Regions from separate parts of the Mus musculus genome. Here all the other regions are linked to region 3. A link is a contact called in public promoter capture Hi-C data. All regions are on one chromosome and are shown on one strand. The core of a region is the stretch at or near the end of the contact, and the rest is flanking DNA. Distances in the headings are between cores, read along the strand shown.

Region 1 (3,969 bases), core at 1,462-3,961, 2.4 Mb after region 3:
TGTGTGGAGCACCCTGCCCAGGTTCTACCTTCCTTGAGACAGGGTCTCACTGTATAGCCTGGGCTGGCCTTAAGCTGGAGAACTTCCTGCCTCAGCCTGCCACATGCTGGGATTATACAGACGCTGTCACATCCTGTCTCGAATCATACTGGAACGGTGACAGAGGCCAAAGGTGCACCATGTGGATGACCTGCCAGAATGTGGGAAGGAGGAAGGAAGGAAGGGATCAGAGTGTATCAACACCATGATAGGATTTTACCCATTTCCCACTTTAGCAGTCTGGCAAGAGAGCGCCAGATACATGCATCTTTGCCTGTCATCTTCCTGATTGAGCCTCATGTCTGCTGCTCACTCGGCCTTCCTATACATCTGCACTCATCTCTTCAGCCCCACCTTCCCCTGCGGGGGTGGGGGGTGGGGGGTGGGGGGTGGGGGCTGCTCTCCAAGGTAGGACTAATGTCCATTGCCAGGACAGAAAACCCTGTAAAATCTTGGGAGATGGGAAGCATACAATGTTACCAAGTGAACCACTTTCTGGCAGTTCTCCTGAAAGCCTCCTTTATCCCTGTGGGTCTGTGGCCCATGCTTGCGGTCCTAGCCCTCAGGACACTGAGGCAGGGGATGGAAAGTTCTAGGCTAGTCTGTGATACAAAGTTGATATTGTTTCCAAAATGTGCCAAGATCACAGTGCCATGAAGCCTGGTTTATGTGGTGCTGGGGTGGAACTCAGGGATTTGTGCATTCAAGGCATGTATCCGATCCACTGGGCTACAGCCTGAGCTCTGAGGTGGTGCTGGAGTCTCTTGGCTTTGCACACGGCCCCTGTGTGTCACTTTGTATCCTTTTAAAGACAGATCTTGCTAAGTGATTGGTCACAAACCCCCAGACTCAGCCTCCCTGGATTAGAGACCTACCCTTGGTCTATACCTTGACCAGTGAGCCTACTGCTTCTTCTAGGCTCAGATTACTCACACAGTCCAGGAGCCTCACTAGAGGGATTTGACTTAGGGCGCTTGTGATCAGCACCATAGATGAGAGGACCACACTCAAGAACTCAACCTCCAAGTCTTGTCACAGTTAACAGGCTGCACACTTAGCAATGCAAGCAGCTAGCGAAAGAAAGACCAAGGACAGGCATGCAAGCTGCCCCAAGATGAACTTGGCTCCAGTAACACCACCCTACACCACCACTGTGGAGAAAAATATGAAGGACAAATCATATCCTTCTGCTGTTAGGTTCACACAGCACCCAAGGGCACTCCCTAGACACAGAACTGCATTCCTTACCCTCAAGCCTTTGTTTTTTTTTTTTTTTTTTCTCACTTCCACACAACAGAAATGGTGTGGTACAGAACTGAGGGGAAAAAATTGGCAATCTTTGACTCTTTTTCTTAGTGGGGAAGGAGGACACAAAAGATAACAGAGTTGGGGCCTAAACCCTGTGCCTTTTGTTGCTAGCATTCTCTCACAGAGCTACATCCCCAGCGTCTGCTGGATCTTTGATCAAGTCTCACCTGTGGCTTGGGGTAACACAGAAAAACAAATTTCACTCGAGTCCCCAAGAATTAAATCTTTTTGGCATCGGACAACCAGTCGTATTGCACAGTTCAGCAGTTACAGGGGAAACACCACCTATTATACAGACATGTGGCAGGGGACAGGGCAAATCTTGCTCAGGGCTTCTGGTTAAAACCGCAGCAAGTGTTCTGGGAGTTGGCAACTGAAGGTAACTTCTAGAAATGAACAGGCACCCAGGGGACTCTGGAAAGCACTTAAATTTCTGGTCTTCACAGGAATCTTTATCCGGGGGCCTCTTTCTTGGCCACTGAAAAGCGTCTTTTTCTGGACCAAAGGAGAGGGATGTGTTGATCACTGGCCAGGCTGGAGGGTGTGAGGAGGGTCAAGAGAACACCACTAGAGGAAGTCAAGTCAATCGCAGACCAATGGTTCAAAGGTCTAGAAAGGAAGGTTGCTTGGGCTGGATCCCTTCCCCTCCTTTTCTCCGATTAAATACGAAAGCCAACAAAGACGAAGATAAGGAAAAGGACGACAAAGAAAGTGGCGTCTCGTGTATCGTCCCAGCTGGTCCCCTTGTTGGCCTGGTTCTCCTGCTTTTTGCGAAGGGCTTCCCTCCGGGCGCGCAAACGCCGTTCTCTCTCTAGCTGCTCTCCGTAGTGCGCCTGGTAGAAGGCGTCAAAGTCGAACATGGTGCGACCGTCGCCGGGAGAAGCCCTAGAGCCACCGGGAGCCCGAGGGGTGTAGGGAGGAGGGCGAGGAGGAGCGGGATCGGCCACGGGCGTCTTAGAGGGCTTGACGCCAGGTCCGCGCAGGTCCTGGTCGCTGAGCAAACCTCGGTCATACTTGCGCCGGAGGATGGTGCTGCCCAAGACCAGGTAAGCTTCGGAGACGCGCGTGAAGCGCTCGGCGGCCTCGGCGCTCCCGGGGTTGCGATCCGGATGGTAGAGGAAGCTCTGCCGGTAGTACGCCGCTTTGATCTGTGCTTGCGTGGCCGTGGAGGGGACGCCCAGCAGCTCATAGAGGGCGGTGCGGGAGTAAGTCCTCCCTCGCGAGCACAAACCCGTGGCGGAACTCGGAGGCAACCCCCGGACCTGCCACCATCTCCATAGCGGTGACAGGGTCCACCCCAGGCAGCGCGCGGCCGCCATGTTGTGGCTGGGAGGGGGCGGCGCCGAGGCAGCCAATGGAGGCCTCGAATCCTGAGCGGCGTCCCCACCTTCTAGCCAATCAAATAAAAGGAAAGGCGGGGGAAAAGGTCCGCCTGAGGCGGGCGCAGATTGATGACGTCAAAGCGTCGCGCTAGTGCTCGCCGGTCCCAGCGTTGCCATACCATCGAGATGGCATCTCGTAGCCGGAGACCCGAACACAGCGGACCGCCGGAGCTGGTGAGAGCCCCGCCAGGTCTTGGTCTTTTTCTAGAATGACTGCTTTTGGATTCTTCCCTTAAAACTCCCATGTGTTTTTCTCTTCTCAACAGTTTTATGACCAGAATGAAGCCCGGAAATACGTTCGCAAGTGAGGAGAGCATGGCTGTTGAGCGGCATCGCGGGGGTCGGGATCGGCGAGTCGCCCCGATTATGGGCGTCCCTTGGAAAGCATGTAGAATTTGGGAGTGTGTGTGAGTGTGTGTGTGTGTGTGTGTGTGTGTGTGTGTGTGTGGGTCTGCGTACATGCAGTTCTGCCACCGGTAAAGGGAACTTGAAGCCATTGAGCTCCTGGAAAGATCTTGCTACCTCAGTGTGGGTATATTCATCTCCAGTTTACCCTGGGTCGTTTGACAATGTGTTTTAAATATGTGGTAAAGTAAGCAATAGTTAGAAGATATGATAAGGTACTGTCATACTGCATAAGTGGTCTGTCACTGAGCGATACTTCCTGCCCCTCGCTTGGGGATTCTAAGTAGACATTTTACTTTTGAGGCACACCCCTAGCCATTCACTGGATGATTCTGAAAAGCACTCTACCATTAGGCTACACCCCCGGAAGGAATCAGTACTATTAGAGAGAGGACATACTCATTGTGGGTTTATTGTGATCTTTATTTAAATGCATGATTGCACTGAGTTGTCATGTCAACCATTGACATAAATAATATCTGAATCCTCTACATGGTAGCTTATTTGGTTTTGTTTGTTTGTTTGAAACCTGGTCTCATATTGCCCAGAGTATTCTTGAACTTGCTATGTAGTGGAGGTGATTGAATTCCAGACCCTCTTGTCTCTACCTTACTAGTGGTAAAATTGCAGACATGGTCCCGCACGTATGGCTGTATGGAACACTCTTCTGTGGGGCTGTTTACCTTGATTTTTGGGAAGACCAGGTGTGGCCATTCTCTGTTCAGTATGGCAGTCAGTAGCTAGCTATTAAAACTGTAAGTCAAAATGGCCTAATGTGAAGAAATGAGCACACATACACACAACACACACACACACACACAACACATTCACAATT
Region 2 (4,081 bases), core at 480-2,979, 2.1 Mb after region 3:
AACAGACTCCTACTTCCTTGAGAACCTGGACACAGAGGAAAATGAAGGCACCCGGGCACGATGTTCAGCTCTTACCTGGAAGCCCGACCCTGGTAGGAGAAACCTTGTCTCTTGAAATAATCGATTGCATCCTCAGGGCGGGTCTTGAGCGTGTTCACACGCACGAACCGTGGTACCTGGTAGGCTAGAAGTCACAGTGGTCAAGTGGGGAGGGAGGTGAGCCTTCTGAGGGTCACTCCCCTCCCGCCCCTCAGCCTCCAAGTCACCTTGGCCAGGTCTGGAGCTCTCTTGCAACAGGTCCTCATTTCGGCTCACACCCCGATGAACCTTGAGTCGGGCCAGCTCAGCCTTGAGCCTTGCCTGGTGCCGGCCCAGCAGAGCCTTCCATCGGCCTCCACCCCCTCGAAACCCCTTCCCCAGCAATAATTCATACACTAGCACCTGGACAGGAAAAAACACAAAACTATTAACACCATAAAACCCTCCAGTGGGAGAAGTAGGTACCTGTCCAGATGGTCATGTCAATAGAGTTCTCTTGCCCAAGATCACAAAAGAAATTAATGGCATGATGTTAGGGCAAATGTCCATAATGCCAGCAACATCAGATGCATAAGCAAGAAAACTACAAGCTAACTGGGTAATGGTGCCTTTAATCCCAGCACTCAAGAGGCAGAGACAAGCGGTTCTCTGTAAGTTCGAGGTCAGCCTGATCTACAGAGTGAGTTCCAGAACAGCCTGGGTGACACAGAGAAAGCCTGTCTCTAAAGACCGAAGAGGACGAAAGGGGGAGAAGGAAGAGGAGGCAACGGAGGCGGTGGCTCAGCAGTAGGGTAGGAAGCTTGCTTAGTATCCACCAGAGAAGAAATAGGGATTGCAGCTCAGCAATAAGCACCTGCCTAGAATCCCCCAGTGAGGGGCTGGGGGTACTGCTCAAAAATAGAGCATCTGTCTAGTGATGCTGTCCAATGAGGTGTTGTGGGTGTGACTCAGTGGGAGAACTCTTCTATGGCTTGTTGGAGACTCTGGGTTCAATCTCCCAGCATTACAAAAAGACAGGCATCCAGGCAGGCGGGTAAAGAGACGAGAGCAAATGCCATCTGCAAACCCCGTGTCCTGCCCCATGCCTGAAGCTCCCCCTCCCCACCCTACCCCACCCCCCAGGTCGCCAGCAGAGCTCTGGACCCCGACCGACCTTGCCATCATCACCCTGTCCGGTAGGTAGCCTCAGCCACTACTAGTTTGCACCTTCGTCCTACTTAGCCCTTCCTGCAATGCTCCAAGGGGAGTCACATCTGACCCAGCTCAACTGGGACCCCAGAAAGAAGTGTGAGAGCCACGCACGGGTAACAGCCTCTGGCCGCCGCTCACCTTGGCAAGGTGCGGTCTCAGCTTCTTCTCGGCGCGAAGGAGCCCAGCACTGGCGATGACAGCGTCCAGCACGGCCGAGTAGCGCTGCGTCTCGCACACCAGAGCGTACAACTGCTTCAGGTTCTGTGCGACACAGGGGACACCCGCTGCACCCCACGCGGGCCTCGCCTCGCCTCGCCCTCCCGCCCGGACAAGCCCCGCTCCCCAGCCCGGCTTGCCAGCCCCCGGCCTCACTACCTGGAAGTTGCTGGAATACACCAACCCCTTGAGGGAGCCCTGGCGGCTTTCCACGCCGGCCAGCACCGCCGCGGCGGCCGCGTACAGCCCCATGCTCTCCCCGCCTCAAGCGCTCTACGACACTGTCGCAAAACTCGGGCTGGCTTTACGGCCGCCGCAACAATTTGTACAACCGGATTTCCGGAGTCAAAGGGTTCGCTGCTTTCCGTTTTCAGCGTCCAAAAATTAATCTTAGGCTCTAAATCCGAGCGGGCTGGCTCACGCCTTTAATCCTAGCGCGCGGGAAACAGAGGCAGAAGGATCTTTGCGAGTTTAAGGTCAGCTAGGTCTAAGTAGTTACAGGACAGCCAGAGCTACATAATGAGGTCCTGTATGTAGAATGAAAAAAGTCTACTTTCTTTTTAGAATTCAGTGTAGCTATTTTGTAGTTTGTTGTTGTGGATTGGTTTTTTTTTTGTTTGTTTGTTTGTTTTTGTTGTTTTTTTGAGACAGGGTTTCTCTGTGTATCCCCTGGCTGTCTCTGTAGAGACCAGGCTGGCCTCGAACTCAGAAATCCGCCTGCCTCTGCCTCCCAAGTGCTTTTATTAAAGGCGTGCACAACCACGCCAGGCTATTTTGTAGTTTTTAATTTTTTTTTTAAGACTTTGGAACTCAGAAGGCTACGCAGACTCTCCTAGCAGTCCTGTGTCAGCCTCTCCCTGTGACCGGATGAAAGGTTCAGTAATAAAGCACGTGCCTTGATGCCTCCACTGAGAGGTTGGGATGTGGCTCAGTGGTAGAGCCCCTGCCTAGAATCCCCCAGGGAGGGGCTGGGGCGTGGCTCAGTGGTAGAGTCCCTGCCTAGAATCCCCCAGGGAGGGGCTGGGGGCGTGGCTCAGTGGTAGAGCACCTGCCTAGAATCCACTGGTGTGCTTGGAGTTGTTGAACACCCATCTAGTAAATGTGGCTCTCTGGGACCCTAGCGCTGGAAAAAGTAGATTGTTTAAAAAAAAAAAAAAAGTGGGTGTTTAATAGGGCCGACAGACATTGTCCCTCGGAGTAGAGCACTTGCCTAGCATGTGCAAAGCCCTGGGATCAATTCTCAACATTGATGAGGAGGACCAATGATGGGACTCAATCTATATAGAGGGCTTGCCTAACAGGCAGAAAGCCTTTGGTTCCAATCCTTCCACTGTATAAACCGGGCATGATGGTACGCTCCTGATGGCTCACTGGTTAAGAGCACTGTCTGCTTTTCCAAAGGTCCTGAGTTCAATTCCCAGGAACCACATGGTGGTTCACAACCATCTATAAGGGGATCTGATGCCCTCTTCTCACATCTTTTAAGAAAAGAAGGAAGGAAAGGAAGAAAGATTGATTTGAGGTCATCTTTGGCTAGCCAATTCACACCAGCCTGGACTACATGAGACAATCAAAATAATGGTAGTTGGGCCTAAGAAAGGTGGCTCAGACCTTAAGAGCACATACTGTTCCCAGACATGTTAGGCAATCAAAACCTTTTGTAATGCCACCTCCAAGGGATTCCATAGTTTCTGACTGTTGGCTTACAGACAATTCTGCTAGGCTCTGCTCAATAGCAACTTAGCAACAGCTTGCGTCATCGGCTGCCACTTATGCGGCTTGCCAGGTACAGCAGCAGTGTTGAAGAGGACTGCTAGTCACTACCCAAGTCTCCTCTCCTTTCACTCTCGCTGTCCCCACGTGTTCCTGGCCCGCCTGTCTCTTCTTCTTTCTGCCCCACCCCCTTCCCTCCCTCTACCCTTTTCCAAGTCCCCACTCTCTTTCCTTTCCCAACAAACTTTATACTAGGCCTATCGCGTGATTCCTCAAGGGGACGCCTTGGCAGCGCCTGCCAGGCACCTTCTTACTCCGGTCATGACACCTCTGTGGGCACAGCACCCGCAAGCATTCACCTACATAAAAATAAGTATTAAAATAGTAGTAGTAATAATTAATGAGAAAAATGTCAAATGCATTGTTTTTAATAGATGTTTGAAGGCCCCAGTGATAACGTTTAAATATGTGAGGAAATGTTTCTGCCCTCTGCTGGACAAGTTGGGAAGCACAGGGCTACTTTATTTTTTATTTATTTTTATTAGATATTTTCTTTATATACATTTCAAATGCTACCCCAAAAAGTTCCCTATACCCTCCTCCCGACCTGCTCCCCTACCCACCCTCTCCCGCTTCTTGGCCCTGGCATTCTCCTGTACTGGGGACAGGGCTACTTTATGAGCAACTATAGGACCTGGTAAGGTGCAAGGTGGCACGCATACCCCTAGGTGGTGAGGAAGAGGCTATATCCCCTGATATAAATGTTCTGGGGACACGCGGGTGTGAAGAATCTTTTCAAGCAGTCCAAACACTGAGACCCAGCGGAAGCCCTCAAATCCCTTTGTCTTGCAAGACAGACCAGGACAGCCTATACCTGTCCCAGTGTGAAGTGCCCAGGCCCACTGGGTGGGGGCAATACCAT
Region 3 (4,311 bases), core at 1,289-3,788:
CTCAGACTTGCTATATAGCCCAGGATGGGACTAGGCCTCCTGCCCTCTACCTCCTGCATGCCTGGACCAAGCGTGCACCACCACACCCAGCTTTGTGCATCCTGTTTTCATATTATTTTGGTTGTTCATAAAAGTTTTCTTTTTGAGACAGGGTCTCACATTGCAGTCTGGAGCGCTCTAGCTTAACCTGGCCTCGAGGCCATGACAATCCTCCTGCCGCAGTCTCCTAAGTGCTTGTATTACAGGGTGAGTCATCGTGCCCAGCTTTAAAGGTTTCTAAATTTTATTTTTAAATTTATTTATTTTGAGTGTGTTTGGGGAGTATATGAGCATGGACATACACTCATAGGAAAGCTTTTGGGAGTGGACTTTTTTCTTCTATTATGGTGGGTCCCAGGGCCCCACCTCAGGTTCTTGGGTTTCACAGTGGGTAGCCTTACCTTAGACCCTCCACCCTTGAAATTTTGATGAACAACAGCTTATCTGTCTTCCCCACCCCACCTCGACCCTGTCTCTGGACTGGTTGCCTGACTAGCCTCTTGAAGAATCCCCTTACATTTTCTCCATTTGTTTTATAGTTAACAGTTTCATATTCAGAGCCACTGGCCACGCTATGGTCTTAAGGCCCTCCCCCACCCTCGGGTCTGTTTCAGAAGCACTCGATACACAGTCCTTTTGCATTGTGCTATGTTTGCATTTCTGTCAAGACAATGAGTTGGCCGGAGCTATAACTCAAATGGTAGCAAGTACACTGCATGAATCAGCTATGCTGGCCCACACCTGTAATTCCCACACTTGGCAGCGGGAGGCAGTTGAGCCAACCTTCAAGGGCACGCTCACTGAGTTTGATGCCAGCCTGGCTGTGAGGCCCTTTCTCCAATGGCTTGGTGTACTTGAGTGTTTCTGAGTTCTCTATTTTATTGATTTTTGTATATATACACCTGCCAACAGCACACTTTTCTTAATGACCGTATTTGCATGGTAAGTCTTAAGGGGCTGGCAAGATGGATCAGTGTGTGAGCTGTGAAGTCCTTGCTGTGTGAGCCTTTGCTCCTCAGAACCAATATAAAGGTTGAGGAATCGACTTCACAACGTGTATGGTCCCTGCACTGCATACACACAATAGCCATAGCTTTAAAAGTAAATATATATTTTTAAATTTTTATATATGTGCCTGTGTGTGTCTGGGCACACACACAGGCCAGAGGAGGGTGTCAGGTCTCCTGAAGCTGGACTTAACATTCAACATGGGTACCGGGAACAAACTCGAGTCCTCTTCAAGAGAGTCATCTTGAAGAGCAGAAAGTGCTCGTAATTGCTAAGACAGTTGAGTCCAACAACGTTACAAAATCATTTTATTCAGTCTATTTATTTGCCATAAGTTTTAGGATAAGTTTATTAAAATGGTGCAGTCGTGCACACCTAAAACATTAGCGCTGGGGAGGCCAAGGCAGGAGCATGAGTTCTAGGCTAGCCTGAGCTACATCGTTAAACCCTATCCCCACCCCCACCCCCCAAAAAAAGATTTTTTGGTTTATATGTGCAACTCTTCCTGAGACTCCTCTAAATGTTCATTAAATATATAGATCAGCTCGGAGTAAACTGAGGTCTAGCATGTCAAACCTTCCATTTTAACCTAAATCCTAGAAGTTAGGGATGTATCTCAGTTGAGTGAGTCCCTGCGGTTATAACCCTGGCACTCACAAGGTGGAGGCAGGGGGATCAGAAGTTCAAGGTTGGCTATATAGCAGAGTGCACACTTCCCTTTCCAGCCTTCAGTCAGATTCAGCCTAGGTAAGTGGCCTGGAGATGTATCTAGGACGAAGCCCCAAAGCAGGCTTCACGCCTTTCTGCAGGGAACGGTCCAAATGCTTTACCATTGCGGGCAGAGATCCAGATTCCCACTAACTTTCAGGGGCTAGGAACCCAAGCACTGCAGTTCCTGTCCCTTCCGCCAGGGAGCGGCCGGTCATGGCTTGCCGGTCGCGGGAAGCAGCTCGAGTGCGGCGGGACAGTTAAGAGGTGTGGCGGGAAGCTGCCAACACTTGGCACCTCATGTGGGTCCCTCGCAGAGGGAGGAGTCCATCATGGTGGACACGATCCCTTCGATTTCTCGGCTTCCGGGGCTGTCAGGACGTCGGGCGGGAGGTCAGCTGTCAACTCCACTGCTCAGAAGTGGGATGGACGTGGACTACAGGCTTCCGGCCCCTGCGATCCCAGCTCCAATGCTGACCCGGGGTCGCTGCCCGAACCCCCTTTTCCAGCCCTGCTTCCCGCCTCGATCCTCGAGTCCCGCCCTGCCCGGGGAGGGGAGAACTGGGCGATCCACGCCACGCCCCTCTTGGGCCCGCCTCTGTCAATTAGCCCCGCCTCTGCTAGCTAGTCCCGCCCTTCGAAGCGCTCACTAGAACCCTGCGAACCCTCAAGTCTCGCGAGCCTTAAATCGCCTTGCGCACGCGCACGAGGAAAGGAGGCGGAGAGTACGGAAGCCTAGAAGGCCATAAGCTTATCGGTTCCGGCTTGGAGCGGGGACGCGCGTGCGCAGTGCGTAGCCCTTGCTGGCGAGCCTGCCCGGCGTTCCTCTTCCGATCCCTTCTCCGTTCTTCTTCTGCATATCGAGGCCAGCGACGTCCACTTGGATCGGTCGGCGAGGCTCACGCGAGTGAAGGGCACTGAGGAAGGAAGAAGGTAGGCGTGGACACGCCGGGAATGGGAACCACGTGATGAATGAATTAAAACTGGGAGTGGAGAAAGCGGAAGTGGAAGGGCTTGAGACACTGGGAAGGAAGAGGGTGTTGAGGGCGCCCCCTTCTGGTTGCACCCTTAGAAAGCCGGGCAAGAAAGGATTCTCCTGACCTCCCTGAATCTTGTTCCTTCTCCATGCCAGGACTCAGAGCATGGCAGAAAACAGAGAACCCCGCTGTGCCATCGAGGCTGAGCTGGACCCTGTGGAGTACACCCTTCGGAAGCGACTTCCCCACCGCTTGCCCCGGAGGCCCAACGACATTTATGTCAACATGAAGACTGACTTTAAGGCCCAGCTAGCTCGCTGCCAAAAGCTCCTGGACGGAGGCACTAGGGGGCAGAACGCATGCACTGAAATCTACATTCATGGCTTGGGCCTGGCCATCAACCGGGCCATCAACATCGCCCTGCAGCTGCAGGCGGGCAGCTTTGGGTCCCTACAGGTGGCCGCCAATACCTCCACCGTGGAGCTGGTGGACGAGTTGGAGCCAGAGACTGACTCTCGGGAGCCCCTGACGAGGGTCAGGAACAACTCAGCCATCCACATCCGAGTCTTCAGGGTCACGCCCAAGTAACTGAAGGGAGGCTGACTTGGACCCACCAAGGCTTCTGAGCACACACATCCATGTGGCCGAGGTTTCTAGTGCTTCATAGTGGCTCTTGTTCTGAGTTCTGTCCTGAGCCTCTTGTTACCTTGTTACTTCAGCCTAGAGGACTGAGAATGGAGAGCCCGAGAAGTGAATCTTCCTTGTCCTGTATAATAAATTATTAAGTTGTGTTGGTGCCGGGCTTCGAATGGCCTCTTTTTCCTAGTGTAATTCTGTGTGTACTTGAATAGGAAAATGGTAGGAAAGAGCAAGTATATAGGCCACAGTAAGGCATCTCACATTGAACCACAGTATGACGGGAATCAAATTTGTTGAGTGTAACACGGAAGCTTAATTGTTACAGTGTGCTCTCAGGAAGATGAGAGAGTAGACTCATCGACTGAGCTAGCTACAGCTGGGATGTATCCGGCTCTCATGGTTCCCAGGCTTGGGAAAAGAGAAGGTTTAAAGGTGAGGGAAGTTCTTTGTGGATATAACTCAGCAAAGGAATCGTGACTAGTGAGTGTTACCTAGTTGCCTAGCATAGGATTAGGCCAGAGGTTCAATTCCTAGTAACCACAAGAATTATGACGGGGGAGGGATGGGGAGATGGCTCAATAGGCAAGGCACTTGTCAAATAATCATGAATATTTGAATCAGCAGAACTCATTTTTCTGCGGAGCATTGCAGCTCTTGAATCCAATTCCCATGCTTCTACAGTGAGATAGGTATCAGAGATGGGCGAATCCTCGCTAGCTTGTGGGCTAGCTGCTCCGGCATAAACATCAGCAGCAAGAAACCCTGGCTCGAAGTGGAAGGTGACTTACACGTAAACTGTAGCACATGTACTGGTACTCACACATACACATGCAAAACTGACGGTTTGTTTGCTGGTAGTCAAACCTAGGGCCTTTTTACCCAAAGTAAGTCTACTGTTGCTGAGCCACGCCCCCAGCTCTTCAGTGGTGGATTCTAAGTA

The links. Promoter capture Hi-C pulls out the DNA fragments that hold promoters and counts their contacts.
Region 1: a contact with region 3 is called in a promoter capture Hi-C map of pre-B cells, with 4 times the contacts expected there. The contact joins the promoter of Dnajc30 here to the promoter of Pop7 in region 3. A contact is called at or near these places in 2 of 39 promoter capture datasets (liver and pre-B cells) and 1 of 9 other capture datasets (liver).
Region 2: a promoter capture Hi-C map of liver shows a contact between it and region 3, with 4 times the contacts expected there. The contact joins the promoter of Nsun5 here to the promoter of Pop7 in region 3. A contact is called at or near these places in 1 of 39 promoter capture datasets (liver) and 1 of 115 datasets of contacts at active chromatin or transcription factors (large pre-B cells).

Annotation. Positions count from the first base shown.
Region 1 is chr5:135,062,948-135,066,916 of GRCm38.p6, reverse strand. Dnajc30 (DnaJ heat shock protein family (Hsp40) member C30) reads right to left here and starts at 2,711. Exons shown (of 1, transcript NM_025362.3): 1 at 1,552-2,711. The coding sequence starts at 2,666. The coding sequence ends at 2,007. It overlaps Bud23 (BUD23, rRNA methyltransferase and ribosome maturation factor), which reads left to right and starts at 1,958. Exons shown (of 13, transcript NM_025375.4): 1 at 1,958-2,393; 2 at 2,742-2,903; 3 at 2,996-3,033. The coding sequence starts at 2,856.
Region 2 is chr5:135,367,601-135,371,681 of GRCm38.p6, reverse strand. It overlaps Nsun5 (NOL1/NOP2/Sun domain family, member 5), which reads right to left and starts at 1,729. Exons shown (of 10, transcript NM_145414.2): 1 at 1,606-1,729; 2 at 1,369-1,491; 3 at 267-441; 4 at 76-184. The coding sequence starts at 1,698. Trim50 (tripartite motif-containing 50) reads right to left here. Exons shown (of 6, transcript NM_178240.3): 6 at 4,028-4,081. The coding sequence ends at 4,028.
Region 3 is chr5:137,500,656-137,504,966 of GRCm38.p6, reverse strand. It overlaps Pop7 (processing of precursor 7, ribonuclease P family, (S. cerevisiae)), which reads left to right and starts at 2,538. Exons shown (of 2, transcript NM_028753.2): 1 at 2,538-2,688; 2 at 2,888-3,528. The coding sequence starts at 2,898. The coding sequence ends at 3,320.